Regions from separate parts of the Danio rerio genome. Here region 1 is linked to region 2. A link is a contact called in public Hi-C data. All regions are on one chromosome and are shown on one strand. The core of a region is the stretch at or near the end of the contact, and the rest is flanking DNA. Distances in the headings are between cores, read along the strand shown.

Region 1 (4,771 bases), core at 1,712-4,211, 84 kb before region 2:
AGCACGACTGACTGAAGTTTTAAAATCATGCAACGTCATAAAGCAGCAGCTGGGCCTGATTCTCACAAAACCAAAACAGACGTGATGAAATTCCAGATGTAAACACATTTGACCTTCCTTTGGCCAATTGGATTTGGAAAAGCTTGAAAATCAACTAAAGGAGCAGCCTGAACAAATGAAGAAACTGGTAAGTTCAAGCTCTTGCTAATTTCAAAGTGTTTTAAGTTTATTTGTTTTTTTATAGTTTTTTTTTTGCTTCGTAGGTAGCCTACTTTTTTCCTAATTTTTTCTTTTTTTTTTTTTACATTAGTACTTGTTCACTACTAATTATCTGTTTATCTTTTAATCACAGATGGAGTGAGGACAAATGTCCATACCACGCCACTGATAAAGAAGTGGAAAAATGCATTACAAGGTAGCTACAACTTGCCCCTGACAGGGATGGAGGAAGAAAGAAGAGAAAGCTAATGTGTCAAATGTCTACATCACTATTTTGTTTTAATTTTTAAACAACATTTTAAGTGTATTAGGATGTTCCCTGATACTTGAACAATTTGTTTCTTTCATTTGCATTTATATATATATATATATATATATATATATGTATATGTATATATATATATGTGTGTGTGTGTATATATATGTATGGTATGTATGTATGTATGTGTGTGCGCCAAATTGTAAAGAAACATCTTGATACATTTTTAATAAACGTAATACAAATAAAATTATAAATATAAAATTGCACAAGACGTGTATATATATGAAATTTATAATCATCTCACTCATGTCTTGCTGTTTGTGCAATTGATTTTGTTCTGCAATTATTTATATATATATTTGTTTGTTTATTATTATTTTAATGTTTTATTAAAAAATGTTTCAAGATGTTTCTTCAGAATTCTGCAGTACTTTTTACAAGTTTGACTTGGATATTTTACGGATTGTCATTGGTATTTTTAAGATGTTTCTTGCTATATCTTAAATTGGTTTCTATATTTAGGTTTATATAAAATTTAGCTGTTTTTTACAAATTTTTAATTCAAGTCTATTGGGAAAACAGGGTTGTTTTAAAAAACATCTGTGTTTGTGTGTAATTTTTAGATTTTTTTTGTTTAAATCTTTCTGTGTGTCTTTATTGTGTTGTTTTATTGTTGTTTTTATATTGATATTCTTGTGCACTACAAAATTATTTATAAAATTTAGTACTATTTTTTTCATGCAATCAATAAACGTTTAACATTTATTTATTTTGTCATTTGTCTTGATTATTTTCGTTACAGAATATGTATGCAGTTTGCACTTTATTCAAAGGTTAAACGCAGTGCTTACACTTTGTGTTTACATTATAGCCTGTGTTTGCTGTTATATAAATTCAAATGGTTGTAATACCATATATCAAGTACCAATGTAATACCAAAAGGTTTTATAAGGTGTATAAATACGGAGTCGCGCCAGCTCCGGGCCGCAGCGCACATTACCCTCGCGCCGATTCCGGCGCGGATGCGCAGCGTCGGCTCGCTTACGGCCGCCGCATCTGGCCCGCTTGATTCGGGCCGGAATCGGGCAGTGAGTCCACAGGCATCCGGCCCGAGTCCGGCAGCCGAAGTTGGGCCGAGGGGTTAGTCTCCGGCAGGCGACAATCTAGCCGGAACTGGCCCGAGTATATTTTGCTATCTGGGATTGATGCAAACAATATACATCAGCTAAATATCAAATTAAATATAATAAATTGTTAAATAATTTTTCTGTCTTTTTTAGTTGTTTCTTTGTATAGTAAGATATGCTTGTACTATCCTTTAAATGAAATGTATACATTATACTGATTTTTATTTTTACTTATTTGTATCCGACTATACCATAAATATATGCATAAAGTAAAGAATTAGAACAGCATGAAAATGGCTAAATTATAACGTGCTGTTTGTTTGCTTATACACGTTTACATTGTAGCTAATAATTTGGATAAATAAAGCTTCCATGATAGCTGTCAACAGTTCTTTAATAAGAGATAACCAGCACATGGAGGAATGGTTGTGTCCTGTCATGTTTTCAGGGTCAATGACCCTTGAATGAACATAACAGATAACAGATGATAATTGTTGTATAACTGTTCCGCTTGACGTTAACGTTAAATCATGGGGAAATCTCCTGAAAGCAGTGTTCTCTGTGACCTGCAACTGTCACACACATCTGTCTAACTGTATAGGATCAGTAAGCAGGACGCTAGCAACCCTGCTAAAACTTTTCCAAAACAACATGGGACAACCTTATTATTGACTTATCAACAATTAAGGCGTGACAAATAGTGCATTCACTATGCACGTCCACGGCCGAACAATCAAAATGCATATTATCAGCTGGAGGAATGCTATTAACTACCTGATTTTGCGGGTCAGGTTGGTCCTGGGATGCCATCTCTTCAGCGCTGTTAGCCAGGAAGCTAACGACGCTATCGCGTCACCGGAGCTCGATTACTGTAGTCTGAACTAGCGATGCGAAGTTCGAGTCGTTTTTGATGGTCGGTTCTTTTGAACAGTTCTTTTCAAAGAGTCTTATAAAGGTTGGGTGGCTTTTCTGTACCCAGTGTATAACAACTAACACTGGGTACAGAAAAGCCACCCAACCTTTATAAAAGCAAAGTACCTTTTTTTAGTACTCGAATGATGTTTTTATTTAGTAATACTAATAATAGTAGTAATAGTAACAACAGCAACAATAAGTGTGGAGTATTGGACACTATATGGTATGTTGCCAAAATCCCATAGGCACTTATTTTGAATACTATACAACCGCAAAAAGTCTATGATGGACTTGAACGTACAACAATTCACCGCGTTGTCGCGCTTTCGTTTATCAGTTCAATTAGTTTGTCAAAAGGAATCGACTCAAAAGAACTATTCGTTCACGTCGCAAGGCAAACAAGCTGTGACAGACTCGATCAGCAGCGCGTTTCACAACACGGAAGCAGATATCTACAATGTTTATTTTCAATTCTTTTAGTACAGTGTTACAAATATGTTGAGAATATTTAGTTTAACGTTAGTTGTGAGGCTTTAGACACAAAACTAACAATCAAAAACAAAAGGTGATGCTCTAAAGAAAGTAAATTGTGATCTCTGAACTTTGAACATCGTCATGACAGAATTAAAACCATGTAAAGTGTGTAACGTCAGCCGACAGAAGTGCTACGGACTGGCCGTGACCTCTCTTGATCAGCTCAGAATAAAAGGTTTGTCTGAAAAATATGAATCAATTCAAATATGCTAATATGTGATTTTAAGCCTGAGTTTAATAAGTGGTCCGCTACATGAAAGTTTAGTTGAATTAAGCATACACATACAAAATAACAGCATTGTTTAAATTAAACAGATATTATATATAAAGAATGCTTTTTGCTATATAAATAATTCACAAATAAGCCGATATTACAAAAGCTTGATCCCCTTTGCTCAGCTGGTCACATGAACCATCTTCATCTCTCTCCCACAGGTGCTGAGAGTCTAGGCTTCTGTCCCAGTGCATCAGTCTCAGTGGTGCTGGAAAATGATGGGACAATTGTAGAAGATGAGGCTTACTTTATGTGTCTGCCAGCAAATACTAAATTTATGTTGTTGGATGCCAACGAAATATGGATGCATTCTCATCAAAGTGAGATTTTCCTTTTTATGATTACCAAAACATTTATGTAAATAACTACTAATACAAACTGGTCTCTGTCGTCTAGTTGCTGGTGGGACAGCCCAGTCTTGTAGAGAGTCTATGGAAGTAGATGGAGGGTTTGACTCTTGGCGTAGTTTGGCAGAGCAGCTGAGGCAGGATCTGGCCAGTATTATCCTCATGTCTGAGGCAGATCTACAGGTATTCTTAATATTACTGACATACCTGAACATTATCATTTAATGCAGTTTTTCTCAACCATGTTCCTGGAGGACCACCAGCTGTGCACATTTTCCATTCCTTAACCAAACATCTGATTCAGATGATCAGCTTATTACCACAGACTGAAAGAGCTGTAATGGGTGTGACAGACAAAAGAGACATCCAAAACATGCAGTGCTAGTGGTTCTCCAGGAATTTGGTTGAGAAACACTGATTTACTGTACAAGTACACTGAGGGTCAACAGTTTGAAATCATTTCGATATCTTATGTTTTTTGTATTTTATGTTCACAATTGGTAAAATTCACAAAAGGTTTATATTTAAAAATGTAAAAGAGCTGTTTTGAGCTGTCAAAGATGAAATATAACATTTAGTTGTAGTTTTGTTGTTTGTAATTATCAAACATTTGAATTTAAATGTATTGTCTTTCTATTCTTAGGAAAAACTGTGATAGAAATATTGCAATTTAAAAAGTTAAAAATATATATTTACAAAAATATATAATTATATTTTATAATAATATATTATAATAATAATATATTATTATAATAATTTTAATGATAACAATTAAACATAAAATATAATATTTTTGTTATTGTAACCAAACTCATTTAATAGTTTATTTAGTTTAAATGCAGATTGATTTGGATAAAAATATTAATTTTCAATAACAGGTGTACTCATTTATGTTCTTATTGATCTGCACTGTTTATTTATTTATTTATATATTTATTTATTTAGTGGAAACCATGATACTTTCTATAAGGATTCTTTAGTTTAATCAATGTAATGTTGACCTGTTAAATTCATTATATATATATATATATATATATATATATATATATATATATATATATATATATATATATATATATATATATATATTTGA
Region 2 (4,390 bases), core at 156-2,655:
TATTATGTCTACTCCCCTTTCTGTAAACAGTTTTTGTAAGAGTGGAAGATAACAAAGGGATAAACTGCTCTGTTAATATCATGAGGAACTGTGTAATTGTTTTTAGTTGTCTTCCCCTGATTTTATTAAGATGGGTTGCTGGTGATTGGATGGACGTCAGGTCAATTGGTATTTGGACAGAGGAAAATTAAGACCAATTTAAAATGATTTAAGACCTAAACCACCATATTTTAATGAATCCAAGACGTTTTAAGGCCTAAAATTTTGTTTTTGAAACTTAAGACATTAAAACCACGCAGATACCCTGATTTGACCAAAAATACAAACACGCATTGAATTAAAATTAAATATATATTTTAGTAAAACAATCAAATAAATGAATAAATGCAGTAAGTGAATAAAATAACTATTTTACTTAAAAGAAACTAAACATTTTCCAAATAATACTTTTTGACCTACTTATGATTCCTTTTTTCAGAGTAGGTATAAAATTAGTCTCTATATGCATTTTTAGGACTTGGTTTCTCGCAAGAGGACTATCATATTTCAGTGTCCTATTGGGAAACACCCATCATCACGTGCCAATATAATAATTTAACCATTTCAAGACATCGATTATAAATCTGTATTTTAGTATGAATGACTTGACGTTACAGTACAAACAGTGTAAATCACATTTGGTAACAAGTCAGTGTGTAGACCTCCAATAGAGCAGAAATAAGTGTTTAGATTGAATATAAAGGCCAGTGACATGCTGTTCTTTTCAATAATGGTGATGTACCACATGATTATTATACGCATATACACTTTAATAATGCATAAACGTATATATTAAAACAGTATGACACTGCAATACAATACTTAACGTTATGTTTATAATAAACTGAAAGCATTAACTCAGTTTGAATAGTCAGTGCCACGCCAGCCCTACAGCAGGCTATGCAGTTAGCAGGCTAGCCGAAAACACACACACAGCAAGACACCCAAAACCTGCGAGCTGTTTGAATGAACACCTCAGTGGAAAGTGAGTAAATCACACTGCTCCTTGCATTAGCGGTGACCGATAACTTGAATTAAGTTCTGACAGAAATACGGGAGTTAGCAAATAGGCTAATTGCAGCCACTCTGCACCGGGAGGACTCACCTTTTAAAAACCATCACATCCTGGAACTTCGACTTTTTATGATACAACACTTCCTCCACTTGAAGACTCATGGCTTGGCCGGGCCATAACGTGCACGTCTCGGTGAACCAGCCGTCTTTGATATTGTCCATTGCCAGGGGTTTAAATCAGTGCGGCGGTGGGTTTAAATTGTCTGGTCAAACTACTTCACTGCAAGGAGAGTTACTGGAGATCTTGAGCGCCGACTGACACGTTGGGCGTTCTTTGCGGGGCAACCGAACGTAAGAAATAAAGAGACGGCCAATGGGAGCTGGCGGACGTCATCAATGAGGGCGTGTTTAAGCGAGCACGGTTGGTTTCATGCCAGTGAGGGTAAGCCCACGTGAAAATTGTCTAATGTGTTAACTGTGTAATGGTAAGTTGGAAAGCTATGTGTAATGTGGGTTGTCTATGTTCCATAATTTAATACAAGTTCGAATAGTATTTTGGGGTATGTTTTTATTGTTCCATCCATGTAACATTTAGGGTAACATTTATGGCACTTTCCTAAAATAGGGTACTAAATAAGCCTGAATTTAAACTTTTCTAGCCATTTAATTTTTGTTTTACCAAATGCATTTTTCTAATAATGTAAAATATAGATATATCATGCTTTGGTAAATCTTAATAATGACTTAAAACCATAAGAATAAAATGATGAAATTATGATGCACCTTAACTAAGTCTTAACAATGAGATAAAAAGCTAATATACAAAGATTATATTTTTCAGATGATCAAAGTCAAAATCAAGTCAAAATTATGACAACTTGAATTATGTCCAAGACATACTAAGCTCATAATATTGACATAATTATCAATTCTAATATATAAAAGTCAACATTATGAACATTATGATATACATAATCATAAAAAGTCATAATTACAAGACACAATTATGATATTAAAACTGATTATATAAAAAGTAAGAATTATGACAGAAAATATAAACTAAAGAGATTATTAATATTTAGATAATATTTAACTTTGAGACAGTAATCATAATTATGATTAAAAAGTCCGAATTGACATGAAATTTGAAAAAGTCCACATTATAACATACTAAATCATAATAATAATACACAAGGTCATACTTAAAACATACGTAAAAACATAGAAAGTCATAATTATGAGGTAAAGTAATCATTTTAGTCAAATCTCATCATTAAGACTTTTAGTTCGTATGAACCGGAAGCTGCTGTCGTTATTTATTTATTTATGTTTTTGTATTGTGATGCAGTTCCAGCGGGGAATTGGCCATCTGACTATTCTGGCAAATGCCAGAAGGGCCGGACCATTTTTAAAAATGTGGGCCGATCAGTTTTTTATTTATTTTGTTTTTTTTAAATATGTATGTATTATTTTTCATATGCAGGTAGATTTTATCCCTTGCAAGATGTGAATATGATGGTGATGAGGATGATGATAGTAATAATAAATGTTAAGCATTTGGCCCAAACTGCGACGGTCGGCTGGTTTTGAGATGGGCCAACCCAATCCGACCCAATCAGAGGTTACACGGACATAATTAAAATCTGGCAAGAATATCAAACAAACAGTAAGTGCTAATTATCAGAGATAAACTGTAAAAAAGAAAAGGTGGTGCCAAAAAGCTTTGAGAAAGCAAAAACGGGCTGTAAAATCAGACGCTACCAAATTCATAAAATTAACTGAAATATTCTCGAAAGGTTTAAATTTGGCTGCTGCATCGGAGGACAGTAGCGCTGAGGAGGGGGTAAGAAAAAAACTAAAAATATACTTTTAAGTCATTATACTAAAATATACTTAACATAGTATATTCTAAAATATACTTAATGTAGTAATTTTAACGCCATTCACGCTACTTCTGACAGTTTTTGACAGTAACTTACACTGTGTTTAACAGTTGTAAGCTTAGCATAGAACTCCCGTACATTTTAAAATGTCATTATTAGCAGTTAGCACATAACGTAGGATTTAGGGTATACAGACTGTATGTTTTACTGTATGTATAAATTTGTTATAAACAGGTTGTTTTTGTTCCAGTCACATACATTAAATGTTTAAATATCTATTACATTTGGTACTGCTTATAACATTTCACCATCTGTACACCAATATAAGTAGTGAATGTGCATGTCCGTGCATGGGGATAATGTGGTATGGTAATGTGGGCTGGTGTGGCTACAGTGCCAGGGCTGAATTTTTGTCCCAGTCCGCCCCTGTGCAGTTCCTAGAGAAATGGAATATTAAATGACACAACAGTGGGCGTGGCTTGTTTTTTCTACTTGAATGGATGTAGTAAAGTAGGCATTTCATTCAATAAGATCGGAATAGGGGTTTTATTAGAGATATTAGAACCTAACAGACAGTTGGAGAAGCGTGATTAAATATGTTAGCTATGCCCAATTCCTACAATACACATACTGACAATTTAACTTTAGAACAAACAGAAAGTGCATTTTCAGATTTCAATGAAATATTAGAAAGGCAACATTTTTGTTTTCTTAATGAGATGCACAGATAATTTGTTCACCACAAAACTAGAAAGTTAGCTAACAAAATCACATGGTTAGTTTTGATTTCTTGGGGACTTTAAATTACCAAAGCATGATTTTATCCTACTTGCAGTGAAAATGATTAAATAAATATTTGCTTGAATTACATATAAATCTCTGACTAGTGAAGAATACTCTACCCATTTTATGGAAAGTGCCATGAACACAACACAAGCGCTTATTTTGAGTTTGACTACATTTTACTCGTAACATACAGTACTGACCTATGAGGACAGAAATAGGAAGAAAATACTGCTTATTCCACATTATACTGAATGAATGGATCATTCACAAGGCACACTTGACAAAAGGCAGCTAAGATATTCTGTCGCTACACAGTGCAGTCAATATTAGTAACACCACAGATCTACACAGAACAAGAAAAGCTGTTTAAACACATCTAATATTCACAGAACAACATATATTAAAACACAACAACAATATTAAAGGAACACCCACCCTTTTTTATTTAACTCCCCTAGAATTGAGGAGTTGATTTTTACCATTGTTGAATCCCTTTAGACGATCACCGTGTTAGGCGGGAGCACTTTTTGCTTGTAAGCAAGTAAGTAATGTGTATTTATATAGAGCAATTATTGTGTATGGCCATACACCCAAAGCACCTCACAATCATAAGGTTGGGAGAGAGAGAGAGGGGGGGGGGGTTCTCCACATTACCACCAGTGTGTAGC

Evidence for each region. Hi-C and Micro-C count contacts between places; a contact is called where the count stands out from the background.
Region 1: a Hi-C map of hematopoietic stem cells shows a contact between it and region 2, with 4 times the contacts expected there. The contact joins the promoter of dffa here to the promoter of srm in region 2. A contact is called at or near these places in 7 of 18 Hi-C or Micro-C datasets (caudal fin, embryo, fibroblasts and 3 more) and 2 of 4 datasets of contacts at active chromatin or transcription factors (caudal fin and embryo).

The regions. Positions count from the first base shown.
Region 1 is chr23:31,736,053-31,740,823 of GRCz12tu, reverse strand. It overlaps dffa (DNA fragmentation factor, alpha polypeptide), which reads left to right and starts at 2,961. Exons shown (of 6, transcript NM_001002631.1): 1 at 2,961-3,232; 2 at 3,493-3,651; 3 at 3,728-3,861. The coding sequence starts at 3,139. It overlaps pex14 (peroxisomal biogenesis factor 14), which reads right to left and starts at 2,451. Exons shown (of 10, transcript XR_012398581.1): 1 at 2,383-2,451. LOC141380655 (a long non-coding RNA gene) reads left to right here. Exons shown (of 5, transcript XR_012399041.1): 4 at 3-187; 5 at 353-1,497.
Region 2 is chr23:31,650,539-31,654,928 of GRCz12tu, reverse strand. It overlaps srm (spermidine synthase), which reads right to left and starts at 1,405. Exons shown (of 8, transcript NM_201034.2): 1 at 1,145-1,405. The coding sequence starts at 1,275. It overlaps smc1a (structural maintenance of chromosomes 1A), which reads right to left. Exons shown (of 27, transcript NM_001161631.2): 26 at 1,899-4,390; 27 at 1,611-1,856.